Linked DNA regions of Mus musculus: all the other regions are linked to region 3. A link is a contact called in public Hi-C data. All regions are on one chromosome and are shown on one strand. The core of a region is the stretch at or near the end of the contact, and the rest is flanking DNA. Distances in the headings are between cores, read along the strand shown. Region 1 has its middle 15 kb from the start of Gm32126. Region 2 overlaps Lpp (LIM domain containing preferred translocation partner in lipoma). Region 3 overlaps Lpp (LIM domain containing preferred translocation partner in lipoma).

Region 1 (2,815 bases), core at 11-2,510, 390 kb before region 3:
GAACTAGGAATGGTGCACAGGCACAGAACACAAGAGAAAGTGAACAGTGGAAAAGTACAGGAGCAGGAAGACTGAGTAGCTTCACCTGGCTGGCGTGCAGCACTGCGTGCTCAAACCGGAGCAAGAGGGAGAGGACTGAACAGGAAGGTGGAGATCCAGGTAGGGGTGTATGGAGCCGAGTGGGGAGACCAGTTGGGAGCCTTTGGAGACTTGAGAGGGCGGGGGCAGCGAACACTATAGGCAGAGACAGAAGAAACGAGAAAGGTTTCAACAGAGTTGCCTGGATTCTTCCAACTTCTTGACTCACACTGTTCCCTGCCCACCTGCCCGCCTCTTAGAAAGCTTATCTTTTGATCTTCCAGGTGCATGACTTTCTGCCCAATTACTTGTCTTCAACCCCTCCAAGCAGGTCAACCATGCAGCTCAGGAGTCTCATTGTCACACTTGGCCTCAGTTGCTCCTGCCACTGTCTACCTTGCCAGTACTCTGCATTAGAGTCCCAGGAGAACAGTAGCTTGAAGTCCCCCAGGTTCTTACATGAAGGCTTGCTCATAAGATGCTACATGAGGACCTGAAGACAGTTTGAGCACAGGATGGCAATGGGGAAATCACCCTCTTTCCAGGTCTGTTCAGTGGACTAGTCCCAGTTGTAGCCCATCACATCTACTCTTAGAGGATTCGAATGGGGACAAGAGGGACAAGGGAACCAGATCAGGAGGAGTAAAGGACCTCGTTTTGGTGAAGGAACCCACTCAGCCACAGCCACCACTAGTCCTAAGAATCACTGGCTAAGAAATTCAGAATAGAGAAAGTAAAAGTGCGGTCTTCACTGAGCAAGGGGACCTTGGGCCTCTCGGTCTCTCTGAGCATCAGTTTTTACCTTTGTAAGATGACAATTATGACATATGCCTTATGTATTTTCCTGGGCTGTTTTCAAGCTAGGAAAGACAGAAATTACCATGTTCTGTCTCAGCTGCTTCCTCCTACCCCTCTCTCCAGAACAGGCAGGTATGGAGATGAGAGAGATGGAGAGGGAGAGGGAGAGGCAGAGGGAGAGAGGCAGAGGGAGGGAAGAGGGGGAGGGAGGAGAGGAAAGAGGGAAGAAGGGAGGGACGGAGAGGGGAAAAGAGAAAGAGAGAGAACCTACTATCTGGAGAGTGCAGACTGTGGTGCACCCTTGGTTCCACAACAGCCTGAGCACTAGCCTGTTCTGCTCATGTGACTGGTTCCCACAGGGAGCAAATGGCCCATGATCACAGAGTGAGTCAGAGGATAAATCCAAGTTGGGAGGATCCCAGCCTCCCAGCCTCTGTTTTTCACCACCCCTACACCTGTGGCTTTCTAAAAGGAAGGTCACAAGAACAGAGTCTGTGGCCCAAGGACTAGACTCACTTGACTCCTGAATTGCTGCTGAATACTTACATAATTGGAAGGGACGAATGACTTAGCCTCGGGCTAGATCAGACACCATTTTTAAAAACCATCATTTGGAATCCTGGATAACCCTCCCTAAAATGTACAGCACTCATGCACTGAGAAGACAGTTCAGGGTCCAAATCGGGGGCTTCCTACCATACTCCTTTTTTTTTTTTTTTTTTTTTTTTTGTCCTTAGGTGCTAGTTGGCTCCAAGGAGAAGAAATGGTCCTGTGTACTAGCTAGTGACTATCCTTTATCAAAGGCTTTGTAGGTGTCAATCCTCCTAGACACACCTTACAGAAACCTACTTATGTCGTCCTCTTCACAACTAAATGATAAGTTAGGATACTTCTATTCACAGGAAAAGGGAGGAGGGGAGAGGAAAACCTAAAGTGTTAACCTGGACAACACAGGTGTCTTGAACTCTTGCCTCCTCAGACTGCTCTAATCACAGAAGTTCCCATAAACAGCTGGTGCTGTTCCCGTTCCTCCTCAAGACCACGACTGTTGAACAACAGATGCCTTTCTCCCTCCCAGGAGTCTAGGAGCAAACTCTGCCTCAGCCACGAGCTTGAATGTTTTAGTCTGCTGGTTAACTCACCATTCCACAAGCATTTCTCAAGGACAACACTCTGTGGGGTTCCAAGAGGCTGGGCCACTCCCTTGCCTTCAAAGCTTTGAAGGTAAGCAAGTAGCAATGGAGCATATTATCAACTCCAATCGAGGGAGGGCAACTTGGGTCGCAAGACGGAATTAAAGGCTCCTGTCTAGAGTTTAGAACTTAGCGAAGAGAAAAAGAGATTATGTGCACGCAGCAAGAGCATCTAGAACAGTAAGCCAGGCCAATGATATGGGCAGAGGGCAAGACACAAGGGAAACGAGACTGGAGCTCAAGCCAGGGCCAGACCAGCTTTAGTGGGCCTCTCAATACTTCCACAGCCCTCTGGTCCTACTCCATCCCAGACTTAAGTGCCGTAGCTTCCCAAAACCTCAGTTTCCCCCTCTGTACAACAGAAGCCAAGAATGCTCCCTATAAGGTGACTACTGGAAGGCTGGGCCAGGAGCATCCCCTAGGCTAGGGATGCTTAGTCTCCCCAGGCTAGCAAGGCAATGTAAATCATAGCTATTTATAATGGAGCAAACTGAGGCTCTGAAAAGGCATTGCCTCAGCAGCCAAGCACTCCCTCTGGAATCCTGAAAACCTGCTGCCTGCTGCAGGGCTGTGCCCAGATCCCAGCTGGAAGCAGGCTTATCTCTTCTCAGCTCCTGGCACTTCTTCTCATCCTGCCAGGATGTGCTTCATACAACAAACACTAAGCTGCCTGCATAATTCCACCTACAGAAGAGAACTCGCTGAGCCCTCCCTTCTGCCCTCCCCTCTCAGAGAATAGAGCTAGA
Region 2 (2,700 bases), core at 176-2,675, 270 kb after region 3:
CACCTTAATGTCAGTTTAAACTGTTGAACCCTGGGGTATTCTATAGCATGTGTATTCTTACTTCTACATTCAAGTGCTTACCAGTGCAGTATCTGCCCATGTCTGATCAGTTCATGCTATTTGGAGTAACAGATTTCACCTTTAGTTATGCATAGACTATAACACCATGACCTGGAGCTTGGAAAGAGAGGAGGGAAAATATACCAGCAGTGACACACTTTTAAGTTTCCCCGGTTGTGCAATGGCAAGAGACTAAGGATAGGATCTTTCTTGGCTGTAGTAGCTAGCATTTTCTGCTTATACCTTGGTGCTTTCTGTCCCCATTGCTGAATGAGGGCAAAGGGGAAATACCTAAGCAGGGAAAACGGATGCATTGCAAGTATTTAGAGTAGACCTTGCCTTAGCAAATTTTAGCTGTTATGGTTTTGGGTAGATGGCTCAGCAGTTAAGAGCACTTAACTCTTAAGCTCTTCCAGAGGATCCTCGTTCAATTTCCAGCACCCACGTGGTGGCCCACACCCATCCATAACTTCAGTAACAGGAGATCTAATAACTTCTTCTGACACCCACGAGCATCAGGCATGAACATGGTACACATACATACATGCAGGCAAGACACTCATACACATAAAATAAGTAAGTCTTAAAACAATTAACTGCCATGTTGAAGAATGCCAGGGATGGGTGGTAGTGGTTTGTAGGTCCTTGTTGTGCATCTTATCTGCTTGCCTGATGTTGCTTCTGCTCCATAGTTTGTTGAAAAAGAAAAAAACAAGTGTGTGAAGCAGATGAACATTAAACACAGGGAAACAGGACCTCGAGAAGCAAAACCACCGTCTAATAGCATTTGGAAACTTTATGGAGAAAAATCTAGAGTTCTTACTGGTCAGGCTGCTGTGTCCTTAATTTATATATTTCTATAATTTCCTTGTTAAGAGAAGAGGAAGAGGGGGAAAGAAATCCCTGACTCTTGGTCACTACATATAATTGTAGAACAAGTTTTAGAGGCAGTGGGTATTGAATTCTTTCAGTCTGTCTGTATAACAGTGTTGGTATTATATGAAGATGCCTCCTAAACTGGAAAGTAGGTGCCTAGGCAGTGGATGGAGAGTGTTTCAGCTAGCTTTTAGATAAGCACTTATCTAAAGTCAGGACATAAAAATACTTTCACGACTCTATGAAAACTGCCAAAGGAGAAGATAAAACTAACCCAGATTCCGTTATTACACTCTCCCCCTTCCCCCGTGGAAGCATGACCATCTCAGTGCAGTCCTGGGGCACCCAGATTTCTCCACCCCAACCTTCCCCCTGCATGCTGAGTTCTTGGCATGCTCATTTTTCTCCAGCCTCTCATTAAAGTAATCACTTTAAAAAATCAGCAGCAAGAGCGTGCATTTCGGTGAGTAATGTTTGGCCTCGTCTGGAACAGCTGGCCTGCTGTGCCACGGTCCTGAGGTGATCTGCAGACAGCTCACTCAGCAGCCTCCTGTGGGTTGATGCTATCAGCAGACACTTTCCACCCCTTCACTAAAACACCCTGCTGGCTTCCTACTCGGAGTGGACAGTAGAGCAAACAATGAGCACAGAGACACTGAGGGACCTGACCCTGCGCTGACCTGAAGCAATTAGGCTGCCAGCCTGATGCACCTGCTTTTTCTCCTTGGGTCTTCACCTGAGATGCCATGTGTCTACATGCCCAGGTGTCCCACGTCCACCTGTCTCCAGGACGCAGTTCAGATGTTACTTTCTCTTATGAGTGTCTCCCCATGACCCCAACTGCAACACCCCTTTTGCTATGAAGAAGTGTAACACTTCAGTACAGTTTGCTTTGGCTTTGTAGACTTTTCTCTCATTTTATTTTCTTTTCCTTTTTTTTTTTTTTTCTCTATGAGAACAGGGCCCATATCTCATTAGTCTCTTCAGTAAATCACCTGCTATGCATTTGGTTAATACTCTCATAATGATTGTGTTATTTACAATCATCTTGCTGTAATTATAATTGTGCCAAATGAAAGCAGTGTGCTCTCCACATTTCTTGTTTCCTGCTCATCTCAAAAGCCTCTGTGGATAGTTAAGAAGCCTCGTCTTGAAGCGTGAAAATGTTGAATGACCTGGGGCGGTGGCTGAACTACTTGTAACTCAGAAAAAGAATAGAGCCTGGGGGCCTGGTGAGATGGCTCAGTGGGTAAGAGCACCCGACTGCTCTTCCGAAGGTCCAAAGTTCAAATCCCAGCAACCACATGGTGGCTCACAACCACTCGTAATGAGATCTGATGCCCTCTTCTGGTGCGTCTGAAGACAGCTACAGTGTACTTACATATAATAAATAAATAAATAAATAAATCTTTAAAAAAAAAAAAAAGAATAGAGCCTGGGACAACATGGATTCTACCCCCTACTCAGAATGGAGTGATGAGGCTCAGAAAACCTCCAGAGCTCCATGTTGTTCATGTGATGCTACATTTGTAGCCGTAGGATTGTTACAGCGAATAGATGTCATTCTGATTACACTGCTGCCCTGGGCTACCTTCCCTGTCTCTAGGGGTGAAAATTTCTACAACCACTGCATTTTATTATAGATCCTGTTTCCTCCTTATCCCAGTTCTGTGATCTTGAACACCTTGCCTTCATTATTTCCCAGTTGCTCATTTGTGAAGTATCAAAATACTTCTCATGGAAAATGGCAAGCATGGAGTAAGA
Region 3 (2,700 bases), core at 79-2,578:
TTACCAATTTATAATCAAATAGAAATTATAGTTTTAGTCTAATATGATATTTAAAGCTAATATTTATCAAATAGAGTAAATGTGAAGCAGGTGGGTGACAGGAATTGAGAAATTTCTAGAATTAACACAGTTGTGAGTCTAGTTGGATTTTTTTTAGTTCTATTGAAGGAAATGCTGTAAAGAAATGTGTATTCAGAAATATATGACATACATATATACATACATATATATGTATATATATCTTTTAGTCTTACTGTGTTATACACAATGTCTCCACAAAAACTTGTTTTTAACATGTCATTTTCATGGACAAATATGTCCAATGAAAACTTCTTGAAGGCATCTCTTGTTTTAGTTTTTGATTGTCCCTATGACATGTACCTTTAAGTCAGAAAGGAAGGGAGACAATATCCCCCCATTCTCTGACACTGATATAGCACTAACTTTCAGGGGACCTGGTCAACTCATCCACTATCAACATCCTAACAAAGAAGTAGAACCCTCTTCTGTCCTTTGACTAATCCAGGGTGAACCATTTCACCAGCTAGGACAGCTCAGAGTGCTAAACCCAGAGGGGATTTAAAAAGTGAAACTGCCTGAATTTTCTACTTCAGAGATCTAGAGAGCTGCTCCTCCAAGGCCTTCACCTATCACGTACCTATTTCCTTAGCTTCCATTTATTAAATGCTGATACAGCAAGTTTTGAGGATCATCTAGTTAACTGTATTCACTTTCCTACCGAAATCCATCTCAAGACAAAGAGATATTTTAATTAAACCTTGAAAAGTTACAGTGACTGTTCTTTAAAATGGGAAATCAAGCATCTCTCTCTTTCTCTCTTTCCCTACCTACTTATTTACCTATCTGCCTATCTCTCCATCTATCTACTGACATCTACCTACCTCATCTGTCTGTCTGTCTGCCTCCCTGCCCGCCTGCCTGTCTGTCAGTCAGTTTTTCTGTCTCTGTATTGGTTTGTCAGTCATCTGTCGAGCAATGTAATCCCTGTCTTTTGGATTTATAAACTGGTGTGAACTGAAGGATAGAATGGTTTCAACCTTTGAAAGATGGAGGACTAAGTGTTCTGGGAGCATGACATAAACATGTACAACAGTCTTGTGGTAAAAATGGGTATTAGTGGGAATGATACCGAACAACAGTCAGTCCATAATTAGACTTGACAGTGAACGTGTCAGCAGATATCAATGAGTGTAATCATTGTTTTCCCTCTGCTTTTGATCTTGGCCCATCACTGTGGTGTGTTCCTTGTCCCATTTCCAAACCAAATCTATTTAAAGCTGCACTTCACGGGGTTTGAAATCATACACCCTGTTTACTCTTAAAGAGCATGAGGTATCATTTCCAAATAGTTGGTCTCTGTACTACAAGAGCTACTCTGGCCTCCTGCAGACCATTGGCTATCTCCATTTTCTACATGACTCGTTAGAGGAATAATACATAATTAATTCTCATGGACTTATTTATATTGCCCTATGAAATGTTAATTTTCATTTTTGGGAAATTGCCTTGAATAAGATTAATCAGCCACTCGTTTTGTTCTTTTCTTTTCTTTTTTTTTTTTTTTTTTTGTGAAGATAGTAGCTGTAATCTTGCGTGCACTTATTCTTTGTTACTTGGGTAGATTAGGTTCACATTGCTTTGCAGAGTGAAGCAGTGAGCTCTGTGTGTCCTGTGGGCTAGAAGCAGCGAGAATATCCTCAGTCCTGATATGACCTTGGGCAGCGCATCCTCCCTCTCTGAGGTCATCTTATCACCTGCTTATCAATAGACAAAGGTGTCCCAGTTGATCGTGTTTTGTCATGCTGAATGGTCTAGTAACTAGAATATTATCTTCCTCTTCTGCCATGTTTCCAAAATCCTTTGACTTCATCACAGAGCCTTGTGTGGAAAATTGGTATTCTGTTTAGCTCTTGATTCTTTGATCTAACAGAGAACAGTTGCTGATTGGGCTTTAGAGTATATGTATGCTGTAATTGTATATTAGACTCTTGACTGTTGCTCGCTTCAGCAACATGCCGTTTCAGGTTAGACAGGAAGGGAGTCAGTCTTCCTCTAGGGCAGTAGTTCTTACCCTTCCAAAAGCTGCAGCCTTTTAATACAGTCCTCATGCTGTGGTGACCCTCAACTATAAAATTATTTTCATTGTTTCTTCCTAACTGTAATTTTGCTACTGTTCTGAATCCCAATGTAAATATTTTTAGAGATAAATGGTTGCCAAACAGGGTGCGACCCACAGGTTGAGAAAGGCTATGTGATAATGCTATCTTATGTCTCATTTTAGAGTAACTGAGAAACTTACTCATTATTAATACCATTAAGTAAAGGCAAATTTCTCTTCTGTTATTTGATTTATCCAGTGTGAATAATCAGTCTTATTGGTACAAACAAGTCAGAATGTCTTTTAAAACCAGAGGGAATTTTTTTATTAGATATTTTCTTCATTTACATTTCAAATGCATCCCTTTACTGGTTTCCTCTACAAAAGTCGCCTATACCCTCCTCCCACCCCAGCCCTGCTCCCCAACTCACCCACTCCTGCTTCTTGGCCCTGCCATTCCCCTGTACTGGGGCATAGAATCTTCGAAATATCTTACGAGTTAATCTACCCAACATTTCTAACTTGAGAGTTGGGAAATTTTGAGATCGTGGAGGAAATCTAATTGGTTCCAGGTGTTAGTG

The links. Hi-C and Micro-C count contacts between places; a contact is called where the count stands out from the background.
Region 1: a Hi-C map of myocytes shows a contact between it and region 3, with 5 times the contacts expected there. The contact joins two enhancer-like sites.
Region 2: a contact with region 3 is called in a Hi-C map of muscle stem cells, with 1.9 times the contacts expected there. The contact joins two enhancer-like sites. A contact is called at or near these places in 1 of 484 Hi-C or Micro-C datasets (muscle stem cells) and 1 of 9 other capture datasets (liver).

What each region holds. Positions count from the first base shown.
Region 1 is chr16:24,173,526-24,176,340 of GRCm38.p6, forward strand. No RefSeq gene overlaps it. Among named protein-coding and RNA genes, the nearest start is that of Gm32126, 15 kb to the left of the region's middle. Within about 2 kb of position 1,261, at least 32 of the 459 cell types and tissues checked have an H3K27ac peak or open chromatin away from gene starts, as enhancers often do. A contact at or near this core is called in myocytes, where this site is marked.
Region 2 is chr16:24,829,711-24,832,410 of GRCm38.p6, forward strand. The region is part of intron 8 of Lpp (LIM domain containing preferred translocation partner in lipoma); the gene reads left to right. Among named protein-coding and RNA genes, the nearest start is that of Mir28a, 3.2 kb to the left of the region's middle. Within about 2 kb of position 1,426, at least 7 of the 459 cell types and tissues checked have an H3K27ac peak or open chromatin away from gene starts, as enhancers often do. A contact at or near this core is called in muscle stem cells, where this site is marked.
Region 3 is chr16:24,560,518-24,563,217 of GRCm38.p6, forward strand. All of the region lies in intron 4 of Lpp (LIM domain containing preferred translocation partner in lipoma), which reads left to right. Among named protein-coding and RNA genes, the nearest start is that of Gm24440, 160 kb to the left of the region's middle. Within about 2 kb of position 1,329, at least 13 of the 459 cell types and tissues checked have an H3K27ac peak or open chromatin away from gene starts, as enhancers often do. A contact at or near this core is called in muscle stem cells and myocytes, where this site is marked.